Linked DNA regions of Ovis canadensis: region 2 is linked to region 1. Evidence: chromatin contacts called from public Hi-C data. All regions are on one chromosome and are shown on one strand. Each heading gives the region's core, a stretch centred on a gene start, on an enhancer-like site or on the middle of the called end of the contact. The rest is flanking DNA. Distances are from core to core; before and after follow the strand shown. Region 1 holds the start of APRT (adenine phosphoribosyltransferase). Region 2 holds the start of CDH15 (cadherin 15).

The links. Hi-C and Micro-C count contacts between places; a contact is called where the count stands out from the background.
Region 2: a Hi-C map of fibroblasts shows a contact between it and region 1, with 10 times the contacts expected there. The contact joins the promoter of CDH15 here to the promoter of APRT in region 1. A contact is called at or near these places in 2 of 2 Hi-C or Micro-C datasets (fibroblasts and lung).

The regions. Positions count from the first base shown.
Region 1 is chr14:27,217,294-27,222,914 of ARS-UI_OviCan_v2, reverse strand. It overlaps APRT (adenine phosphoribosyltransferase), which reads left to right and starts at 2,439. Exons shown (of 5, transcript XM_069552651.1): 1 at 2,439-3,933; 2 at 4,040-4,146; 3 at 5,461-5,594. The coding sequence starts at 3,854. GALNS (galactosamine (N-acetyl)-6-sulfatase) reads left to right here. Exons shown (of 14, transcript XM_069552647.1): 13 at 353-470; 14 at 2,251-3,126. The coding sequence ends at 2,337.
Region 2 is chr14:27,459,298-27,464,918 of ARS-UI_OviCan_v2, reverse strand. CDH15 (cadherin 15) reads right to left here and starts at 3,064. Exons shown (of 14, transcript XM_069552687.1): 1 at 2,913-3,064. The coding sequence starts at 2,954.

The sequences.
Region 1 (5,621 bases), core at 1,190-3,689:
TGGGCCAGAGGATTAAAAGGGACCCCAAAAGAGGAAAGAGCCCCCCGTTTCTGGGGAGCACTCCAGGGCTTCCAGCTGAGGAGCAGGTTGAAGAGTCAGAGCCACTGTCCTGGGCCCCTGGCTCTGCCTGAACTCTCATTTGCTGGACGGTTCCCTGGGTGCCCACCTCAGGGCGGGCAGGCAGGACAAGAGGGGTCCATAGCCCCCGCCTGTCTTCCTGGCAGGTTGCCAGATGGTGGCACCTGGAGCAGGGCTGTCCCATCAGCCTCCCCACACCTTGGTCTACCTGAACGGGCTGCTGGGCTCGCTCTGCCCTTTCCCCACCTTGTGACCTGGTGCCGCCTGCCTGCAGCATTGCCAGCATCGAGTACCTGGACGCCCTTCGCAGGATCACCCCGGTCGTCCAGCAGCACCAGGAGGCCTTGGTCCCCGGACAGCCCCAGCTCAATGTGTGCAACCGGGCAGTCATGGTGAGTGGTCTGTACATGGACTGTGGGGGCAGCCTAGGGCCGTGTGCATGCTGAGCTGTCTGCCTCAGACACGAGCCCTGCTACCCTCCTGCCGCTCTGGCCACAACCTCACAGGAGCAGTAGGGGGTCTCTTGGCCTCTCTGCAGGAGCAAGATGAGCCAAACCCGTGTGGGATGTGGGTGTGGACCGGCTGGGTGGATGGCCTGGGGTGCAGCCAGCCCGTGAGCCCCGCTCCTCACCCACCCCCACCAAACCCTGCTGGAGTTCTGAGGATGGATGTGCAGCCCAAGCTGCTGCCCTGAGCTGGGTGGAAGAGGGGGGGGCGAGAACTAAAGGACATTGAATGTATTCCCTGGGGGTGAGGAGTGCCAGGGGGCAGCTGGCTTTGGGGGTGGCCTGGTCGCTGCGGTCCACATCCAGGGCTCACAGGGAAAGATTCGAGGCAGGGGCCAGCAGGGCCTCCCCATCCCTTGGAAGGACACCAGGCTGGTATTCTGGCCCCTGGACTCAGCAGTGGAGCAGAAGGGCCCCGTCTCAGGACCACCGAGGTCCCTCAGGTCCCAGTGGCTGACAGACCTCCACCCGGGGAAGAGCCCCCAGTGCCCCCTCCAAGCCCGTCCTGTCGTCTTGGACACGGTGCTGTCCCCACCCCAGCACACCGTCTCCAGGTAGTGGCAGTTGCCGTGTGGCTCAGAGACCAAGGGTTCTTGGTGACAGGACGGGAGATGGGGAGGGGCCAACCTGACAGTCACTGCCGCCACCTCCTGGGCGCAGCCGGAATTGCCACGGCTCCCAAGTGAGTGAACAGTGGGGGTTGGGCTCAGACTGAAGTGAGCACTGCCACCAGAGGTTCAGCGGCCCACACACGTGGGCACCTGCATGTGCACACCAGTGTGCAAAGCACTCCCCAGCCTCCACGCTCTGCTCCGCCCAGCTGCTCTGGACCAGCGGGTAGACTCTGGATTGTGTCTTCGCTCTCAGGACAAGAGCAGCTCGCAGCCCGTCTCCCTAGGGCCTCATCAGACACCCTCCCCGACCTCCAGGCGCACAGGCTGGGCCCAAAATCTGCTTTTGCGTATACCCGACCCCTTTCTTTGCCCTGCCTCAAATGTTGGGAACTGCTCCCTTTCCTAAACCTGGCTCTGCCAGGTGGCCGTGCAGCCAGAGGGCCACCTGATGGTGTTCATGGCAGGGGAGACTTGAGCCACGGTTCTCACAGGCACTGATGCTCCAATTCAGACTCAGGGTCTGAGGGGGGCGAGAGTAGGTGGAGTGACTCTGAGGAGGGCACACTTCCTGTGTCGGGGGACCCGGCAAAGCCACGAAGGCTCCCTCTCAGGGATGTGAGTGTCCTGTTGCCAGGAAATCATGGCCACACAAAGCAAGTCTGCGCACGAAGGAGCAGCTGGGCAAGCCTTCAGAGGCACCAAGGCCACCACCTACATAGCTTATGGGGCGGGAGGAGTCTGTCTCACCCCCGCCACCACCACCCGGGAGCCTGCAGAGGCCATGGTGCTGGGCAGTTAGCAGACTGTCCCCTTCAGTGACAGACAGGCCCTGTTAATACCAGGTTGCCGCAGGGCAGTGTCTCCTGTGTCAGCCTCGGGCGCAGAGCTGCTGCCAGGCCAGGTGGAGATGAGACAGGTGGTTCCACACTGTGGTGTCCATCTGTTGGGGTGGGGCAGGTCACAGGCCTGGGCAGGGCATGAGTCTGGACAGTACCAAGTCTGGAAGTGCTTAGAGTAACTGCATGTCCTCTTTCTGAACTTTCATTACCTAGAACTGGGCGCCCCCAGGCTGTGAAAAGTTAGGGAAGTGCCTGACACCCCCGGAGTCTGTCCCGGAGAAGTGCTCCTGGCCCCACTAGCGACAGCCTGGGTTCAGGCCAGGCCCAAGCCCCGGGCTAGGAAAGCTCTGGCCTCAGAGACCTCGGCTGGAAGAGCACCAACTTCCTCTGCCCTGCCTGCCTGCCAGACAGACGTCGCCTGTAGCCAGCAGCGGGACCTGCCTGAGCCCAGCCCTGGAGTCTTTCACCAGCCGTCCTGGGCCACCTGACTGCTGCCTGGGGCCCACAGCGGCCCCTGAACGGGAGGCTACTCGCCTCATCTTCCCACCCTGCTCCAGCTACCTCATGGCTGCCTCGTCTAGGGCCTGAGTTCTGTCCCCGGGCCCAGAGGCGGAGATGTATCCCCTTGAGGACTGTGGTCCTGGTGTTGAGGCTGCCTGCCCATCCTGTGTTGCCCCTTGGCGCTGTGCACAGGGCTTCCCCCAGCACCTCCCCCGCGTACCCCACCCCCATGGTGCAGGGCTGTGGTGTGAACACGATGGGGGCGGCCAAGGGCCTTTCTGACCCAGAGCCTCGCTAGTCCAGTGGGGAGTGCTGATGCCAGCACCTCCCTTAGACATCTTAGACACTCGGGTTTGTCTGTGCCTCAGAGGTTCCCTGCCTGCCCTCCCTTTGTGGAGTCCAGGGTGGCAAAGCTTGAAGATAAGCCTGAGCCAGCCTGTGCATAGCTTCCAGGGGACCCACCGTACAGAGGCCTGTGGGCTGCTCCCATCGGGTGGTTTCCGCTCTGCAGACTGCCCTGCCAACTCTACTGTTAAGACTTGTGGAATGGTGAAGAAAACGGGTTTAGAATAAAGTAACAGGCATTTAGCTTTTTTAAAAAACAAATTCTGTTTAGGGGAGGTTGCCCCCTGGGTGCCATGGTCGGGGCTGGAATGGGCCAAATGCCTGGGCTTTCACCTCTGGCTCTCCCCTCCCTCAGCCCTGAGTCTTCTGAACTGCTCCCCTTCAGGCCCTGCTCCGAACCCCTTCTTGCTCCGGTCCTTAGGCACCGGGGGCTGGTGGGGATGGGGGTCCTGGGGGAAAGGCCCCCTCGTACGGTGCTGCCAGAGCTCAGCCAAGACTCACTGGGAGGGAGGGAGAGTGGGCGAGGCCGGTCGGTGCGCTCCGCCCAAGGCGTGGGGTCCTGGCCACAGCTGTGCCGAAGACCTGCGGGCACTCGGCTCGGCCGAAGTCGGGCGAGTATTTCCCCGAAACTCTGGTTGGGCCTGCGTAGACGCTGTACTCCATCAACCCAGACTCACATCTGGGCCCTGCGCAAACGTCCTCGAGGCGGGGACTCCTGTGTTCTGGGCACCAGAAACAGGCGAGCGTCTTAAAACCGACCGTACATAAGACTCTATGAAATACGGTACCTCCTGCGGGAGTAGGTGGCCCCGCTCCTTGGGGCCCCGCCCCCGCCCCCCTCCCGTGCCGGAGCGGAGCGCTGAGCCTGCCCCTGGCGTCCGGCCCCGCCCCCTGGGCTCCGCTCCCACTCGGCGCAGGCGCGGAGCCGCCGAGCCGGCCCCTCGTGCCCGCGACACGCGCGGAAGTGGCGATGGCGGATTCTGAGCTGCAGCTGGTGGCGCGGCGCATCCGCAGTTTCCCCGACTTCCCCATCCCGGGCGTGCTGTTCAGGTAACGGGCGACGGGAGGGACTGACGGGGCCGCGCGGCCAGGGCTGTCGGGACGCGGTGGCCTCTGCGTGGGTCCGGCAGTCACCAGGCCTGTCCTCGCGTGCCAGGGACATTTCGCCCGTCCTGAAGGACCCCACCTCCTTCCGCGCCTCCATCAGCCTCCTGGCGAATCACCTGAAAAAGGCCCACGGCGGCAGGATCGACTACATCGCGGGCAAGTGGAGCGGCGGGCGTCCGCTGGGTCCCCGGACCCTCCCCGAGGCTCCGCGTGTCCGCCACGAGGGCGCGGTGTTACTCTGGGCAGGGCAGGCTTAGGGAGGGCGGCCGCATTCTGCTTGGGAGAGGGCTTTGGCGGGGGGGTGGTGGGGGGGACCTACCGGACACCCCCAGTGAAGTTGTAAGAACAGACCCGTTGCCCTACCCCCACTTAATCCAAAGTGGGGCAATAGACCCCTTCAGCCTGGGCGGCTTCTTCGGTGGCTGCCGGCGGCGGGCTGAGGACTGGCACCCCAGTTTCCTGCCCCAGCCCTGGACAGATGGGGCTCCCAGGCTGACTTTCCCCAGGGCCAAACATGCTTGCTTGTTCTGCTGCTGCCTATAGAGCACCTGCTCTGTGCCAGGCCTTGTACCCAGTGGAGGGTTTTAGGAAAACCCAGAAGATCCGAGGGAGAAGGCAATGGCAACCCATGGGTGGAGGAGCCTGGTAGGCTGCAGTCCATGGGATTGGGAAGAGCCGGACACGACTGAGCAACTTCACTTTCACTTTCACTCATTGGAGAAGGAAATGGCAACCCACTCCAGTGTTCTTGCCTGGAGAATCCCAGAGACGGGTGAGCCTAGTGGGCTGCCGTCTATGGGGTCTCAGAGTCGGACACGACTGAAGCGACTTAGCAGCAGCAGCAGATCCGAGAAGACCCTGTCAGGTCATGTGTCTCGAGAGCCCCATCTCTGACCCTCTCTTGACTCCTGAATACCCTGAGGGGCCACTGCTGGGCCTTGGAAATGGGAGGGGCTCTGGCTAGCAGAGGTGGTCTTTCCTCCAGAAGCCTCCCTCCCTAGCCAAAACTCCCAGGTAAGGAGGAGACCCTGAGCTCCTCCAGAAGGGCTCAGTCCGTCCCCGAGGTGGCCGGTGCTGTCACAGCCTCTCCTTCTGGACTTGAAGTTCCCAGGGCAGATGCTGAGCCATCTGCAAAGGGCATTTCAGGTACCACCAGCCAGTGGTGAGCAGCCGAATTTTGGAGAGAGGTCAGGTGACTTACCCCAGGCCACCAGGCTATTTCCACCACTGTGTGGAGTGGCCCCTGCCCAGCTCCTGACCTCTTGCTCTCCAGCACACAGGAGTCCTGGGATGATAGGGGAGTCTGTCAACATCCCAAAGTGGATGGGTGTTGTTGGCCTCTCACTTGGAGCCCACGAGGCCATGTGTCCTGTGTCACGATGGTTACGTGTCACTGTCCAGCCCTAACTGCGGGTACCCAATGCTGCTGTTGTACACGGCCTCCCCCAACACCCCAGGTCTCGCCGACAGGCCTAGACTCACGCGGTTTCCTGTTTGGTCCGTCCCTGGCCCAGGAGCTGGGCTTGGGCTGCATTCTCATCCGCAAGCGAGGGAAGCTGCCGGGCCCCACCGTGTGCACCTCGTATGCGTTGGAATACGGGAAGGTGAGAAGGCCGGGGGGTGCCTCTGTG
Region 2 (5,621 bases), core at 1,815-4,314, 240 kb before region 1:
GAGCTCTGCCCGGGGGCCTGCCCGGGGGCCTGGAGCAGCCCATAGAGCTCTTTGCTGTCTTCACCAACCCTCGGGTTCAGAACAAAGAATTACGAGGCAGGCTGTCTCCCAGGGGCCCGGGGAAAAGAGTTGGACACTCTTCCATGCTGGGTAGAGACACTGGTGACCAGGGCAGCCAGTGGGACAGCAGTGAGAGCCTGCTTCAGCTCCCGGCCCTGTGGCCTCCAGAGGCCCCTGTGAGTGGTGAGCAGGGGACCCCCATGTGTCTTGGCTGACAGACAGGTGTTTTCAATCTCCCTGCCTGGTGCAATCAGAGGCCGCCACGGACAGTGGAAGGGGTTCTGGGGCTCTGCTGAGTCACGTGGCCTCTGGGAGGAAACCTCAGCCATGCTCCCGGGGGCTCTGCAGACTCTGAAGACCCCCTGGCAACAGGAAAGTCCTGGTACAGGGCAGCCCCCACAGCAGACACATGGTCTCCTCCAGAGCAGGCCAGGGGATCAGCCCCACATCAGCGTGACAGTAAGCAGGGCTGCAGGGAGGGAAGCTGAGGTGCCGCCCTAGCACCGTGGGCGGGACAGCGGGGAGCATGGTGCTTGCCCCAGTGGGGGTGGGGGGAACAGCTGTCCTCTGCCTCACCATCCTGTCCCTCCACTGAGGCCTGCAACAGCTGGAGGGAGGCTCAAGGGAGAACCACAGGGCCTCTGGGCCAGGCGGACAGCTGGCTCCATTCCTGGCATGCCTGATGCCTGCCAGGCCGTCCAGGAAAGGGGTGGCCTGGATTCCAGCCGAGGAGGTGGGGGGAAGGGGCTCAGGCCTGGGAAGCTTGCGGGGGAAACCAGACTGGGAACGTTTTGCCCACAATGTACCTCGGCCTCTCCCTGGCCCAGGCAAACCGCACCCACATGACCCAAAGCTCCAGGCCTCCACCTGGTCCCTAGAATTTGAGGAACCCAGGCTTGGAAGTGATGTTGGAGGGGTGTCCCCACACACAAGTGCAAGGTCACTGGAGCTGGGGGCCCCTTCCAGCAGTGTGTGGGTTGGCTCCGAACTATCTGCTCCCTACCCGCAGGCGGGGCAGGGTCCCAGGGTGGGGTCCCAGTATGGACCCAGTTACTGGGGACACTATGGGCACAGAGGAGGGACTGACAGAGGCCGGCTCTGAAGAGACACAAGCAAAGCCCCCTGGCTGAGATTTCAGGGGACACAGGCAGGGGGAAGGTGAGCCTCCGTCAAGCCCACCAAGCTGGCAATGGGTACACAGAGTCTGGTCAACAGACCCTACCCCAGGGGCCCACCCCAGACAGCGCTGCTCAGGGCCTCTTGGAGGGGAAGGAAGGTGTGTCCAGGAAGTGGCCACAGGACCCCTATGGCTGGATAGGAAGGGACAAAAGTCTGAAAGCTGAACTGGGTTGGGGAGGGCTGGTCCAGGGGACGCTCCCCTCGTTTGGGTGCTGATCTGAGCTGGGCTGAGTGCAGGAACGTGAGCAGCCAGGCTCGCTGACTGGTCCACCCCCCACTCCCGCCCCCCGAGAATCCTTGCAGTCCCAGCTGTCTGGGAGGGGGTGCATTCTAGCCCTGCGGGAGGGGAGAGGAATCTGAGCTCTCCTCCCCTCCCCTGGGACCTGGTCTGAGGATGATACCCTCAGTCTCAAAGGAGTGGGTCCCTGGGAACCAGGGGCTGGAGCGCTGTTTCTGGAGCGAGTAGAGCCTTCTGGAGCGTGTGGGGCATCTGGGCCTCGCTTGGGAGGAGCAGAGAGCCCATTGCACCCAATGAGCTCCTAGCAGGGGGTTGAGGGGCGCAGGTCGTGGGCAGCTGGGCTGTGCTGGGCAGAGGGTGATCATGGCCTCTCTGAGCTAGCTAGACACAACAGTGGGGAGTGGGGAGCATGGTCTACAGGGGGTGGGGGTGTCAGTGAAAGGGCCCAAAGGCAGGCGTGGAGGTGGCTGGAGCTGTGGGGCTGGAGGCCTGAGGGGCCAGCCGCTGGAGGGTCCAGATGACAGGCACTTAGCTGCCAGGGGCTGAAACCCAAGCTGGCACACCGGAACTGTGGGAGGGTCTGTGGGGATGAGAGGGGAAGCCCTGGTGGGTGTGGAAGTGTAACAACAAGCAACGGGTCCTAAGCATGGCTCATCGCCCCCGTGATCATCACCTGTCCAGTCTAAGAGGCCCGAGGCATCCCCTCTGGCCTCACCAGTGGCACTGGCTCACGCACGGCACTCCTGGGCCCAGCCCAGTGCCTGCCCATTAGCTAAGGGGTTTGAGGATGTGGTCGAATCTAAGGGTGCCCATGTGCAGAGTGGGGGCTCTGTGCTTCCCCCCACCTGCTGGCTCCCAGGCTGCAGAGACCTCAGGGTGTGGGGGTTGGGGGGCTGGCAGGAAGTGTGGAGGCAGAGGTTATGTGTGCTGGGACCTGTCTCTACTGGGCATGGGGCTCCCCAGGGAGAATGGGTTTCTGGAGGGCAGAGCTGCCCCATCCAGCTAGGCGGGTCAGCTGCCAACTCATGGGGGGTCGACATGGCCGGAACCTGGCCTCCAGGCTTTCCAGCCAGGGGTGCTCCTGATGCCCCCTCTCCCCATGCACCCCATAAGACTGAATACCCCCCGACTCTAGGGCTGAGGCCAGCACCTCCAGCGTGAGGGTGGCCTTCTGGGTCCTCTCTTCTGGCAGTCCCTGAACTTGGCTCCCCGTCCTGTTCACTGGGGGCGGTTAGACTACTCTCCCCCAGGGGCACAGAGCCCTGGACAGAGCTGCCCCACCCAGAGCCTACCCCGGGCCCCTCAGCTCACAGCCGCCCACGGGAGCCCAGAGCCAGCGGTCCCGGAGGCAGGAGGCCGGAGGCCGGGCTGCCCCACTCTGAGACGCGGCGCTTAGCACAGGGGCCAGCGACCCCCGCGCGGCCCCCGGCCTTACCTGGGCCAGCAGCCCGAGGGCGAGGAGGAGCGCGGCGTCCATGGGCCGGTAGCAGGCGGCAGGCAGAGTGTCGGGCAGCGGGAGCGGCGCCTTCTGCTGGGACAGGACCCGGCTGAGTGACAGCACAAGTGTACTGGCGAAGGAGTGACAGCACGTGTGCGGGGGCGGGGCGGGGCGGGGCCTGCGGCTGAGTGACAGCACGTGTCCAGGGCGGAGCCGAAAGCTGGGCTCTGGGTCAGGCGGTGGAGAGGATGCCTGTCAGAAAGGCTGCGAACATTCTCCTTCACACTGAGCACCTTCGTGCTCCTGCCTCAGGGCCTTTGCACTGGCCATATCTTTACCCAGACTGCCGTCAGGCTCCAGTCCCAAGGCAAGGCGCTTGGCGCCTTGAGGGCCCGATCACTTTTGCCGTGTTCATATAGTGTTCCCGCTGTGGGTGGAGCTCCTCAGGGCGGGTTGACCCTTGCTGCCCCCTAGGGACAGCATACAGGAAAGAAAGCCCAGCCCTGCCTGCTGCCTCCTTTCCTTCCTCGTCGGTTGGAAACCCCTGGGTGGAAGGGGCAGGCTGTCTCTCCCCTCCCAGCCCCTACCTCCTGGTGTGTCGCTCAGAACCAGGGAGGGCAAGGGGTAGGGAGGTAGGGGGTGCCCTGCGGACCTCGAGCAGGGGAGTGAGGAGTGTCCTGTGTGGGAGCTGGTCTCCGTGGCAGAAGCAGGCATGGGGCCTCTGCCCTCCTCTCTAGATTGAGCAGGTGCAGCACCATCTGTGCCTGTAGCCTGCTTGGAAGGAGGCCAGGCTGCCGGGGTGGGGCGGGGGCTCCGGCAGTGACTGTATCCCTGGCACTCAGGGCTCCAAGGTGGGGGTGGAGGGCGGGAGTCCCTTCCATCTGCAGGCTCCAAGGCCCTGATGCTAAATAGTTCCTGGAGACCACCATCCTGCCTCTGAGGTCAGGGACCCCAAACCCGGATGGAGGAGCCCTCTGAATGTTTTTGAGTTTCTGCCCCCATAGGTGAGGTAGAAGGGGGTAAGGGGGGCGCTGAGTGCCCAAGTCCCCTGATTACCCTCAGGCACCCTCTCCTCTCACTAGTCCATCCCTGCTCTGCGCCATCTGTCTCTTCAACAACCTCTGGGGATGGGGGCTCCAGGGAGAGATGAGCTGGACCTGGTCCGGGGTTGGGGGGTGGCCCAAGAGATGCAGAAGCCTGGGGCCCAGTCCAACTTTGGCCCTTGCACAGGAAGTTCTCTCCACTGACTGCTTGTATCTGAGCCTCGAGGGCCTATCCAGCACTGGTCCACCCCAGGGTGCCAGGGCTAGCTGGCCTTTTTCCCAGTGGACTCAAGGCTACTGACCCTCTGGGCATCCCCTCTCCTTCTCAACTCTGCAGGCCCCAGGCTGCCAACCCCAGGGTTTAACCCTTCACCACCAGCAGACCCTCTCTGGGGTCCTGTGTCAATGCCGGGGGGGCCTGAGGCATGGGTGTCCTCACCCATGGGACCCCCTTCCCTGGGTGGTCTCCCCTGATTCTGGTGGGGCTTGGGCACCTGTGAACTGGGAGGAGGGCAGAGGCTCCACTAGGGGGAGCCTTGGGGGAGGGGGTGTGGGAGGTGGGGGGTCAAACCTTGGGAGGTTCATCCACCTGTTTAGGGATTTGCAGCTTTCTCTTGATAAAAGAGAGGCAATGAGGCTTTCAGCAGGGAAGTGAAGCTCCTATAACTTTAAAAAATTATGTAGTTATATCAATAATAATGTAATGATAGTGCAACAAGGATTATTATTACGTGTAAAAGAATAAAACAGTGAGGTTATAGAGTTGTTTCAGCTGCTAAGTTTACAGTAACTTTCAGGCAATGTAGTCGGGTGTGTAACTGGGTTGCACGGCTGGTGTTCAGTGGGCATTTGTTTGCTGGGCTCCCTGGGATAACTTCATGCCCCCACCCTCGGCCCAGTCTGCCCAGGGCTCCATGGTGCACATGCCCATCCTGCAAGAGAGGGTCAACTAGGGTCGTGCGGCAAGGGGACAGATGGCCAGGTGACTAGCTCCTGGGGCTGCACAGAGCGGTGCCCACCCACCCACTCAGGGTTCAGTCTCTGTGTCCAGAATGGGGACACAGAGGGGAGGGAGAATGCCTGGGGGTTCAAGAGAATTGGACAGAAAGGAGGTGACCTGGACACCAGGCACTGACCTGGGAGAGGACAGGTTCCTTGTGGACATGAACGGAGTGCCTGTGGTCATCCAGGTGGAGGTGCCCAGGGGCAGCTGTTGGTAACAACCGTCAAGGGCAGTGTTGCTCCGGGGGGGCCAGGCGCTGATCTCACCCCACAGTGGCTGGCCCCCCTGGGGCCCCGTTTTACAGGCAAGGACCCAGAGGCCAAGGTGACACAGCCAGTCCTGGTGGGGTCTGGGAAGGAGCCCAGGCAACAGGCTGCAAGGTCCTCGCCCCTTTCAAGTTCAAGCCTGGTCTGGAGGCTGCGTGGAGGCAGACACTCCCTCCGCTCTTCCTCCCTCCCTGTCTCCCCACCCCAACCCTCCCACTGTGCAGTTTCCCATGCCAGGCCCCTTCCAGGCTCTGGGGCATCAGCTGTCACAAGGCTGCCCTCCCTAGGAAGTTAGGCACCAACAGATCCCAATGTGGTGAGGCAGCATGAGTGTTGCGGGAGGCGGGGGGCGGTCTTCAGTGGAGCCAGGCAAACAGTGGGGCAGATCTGGGAG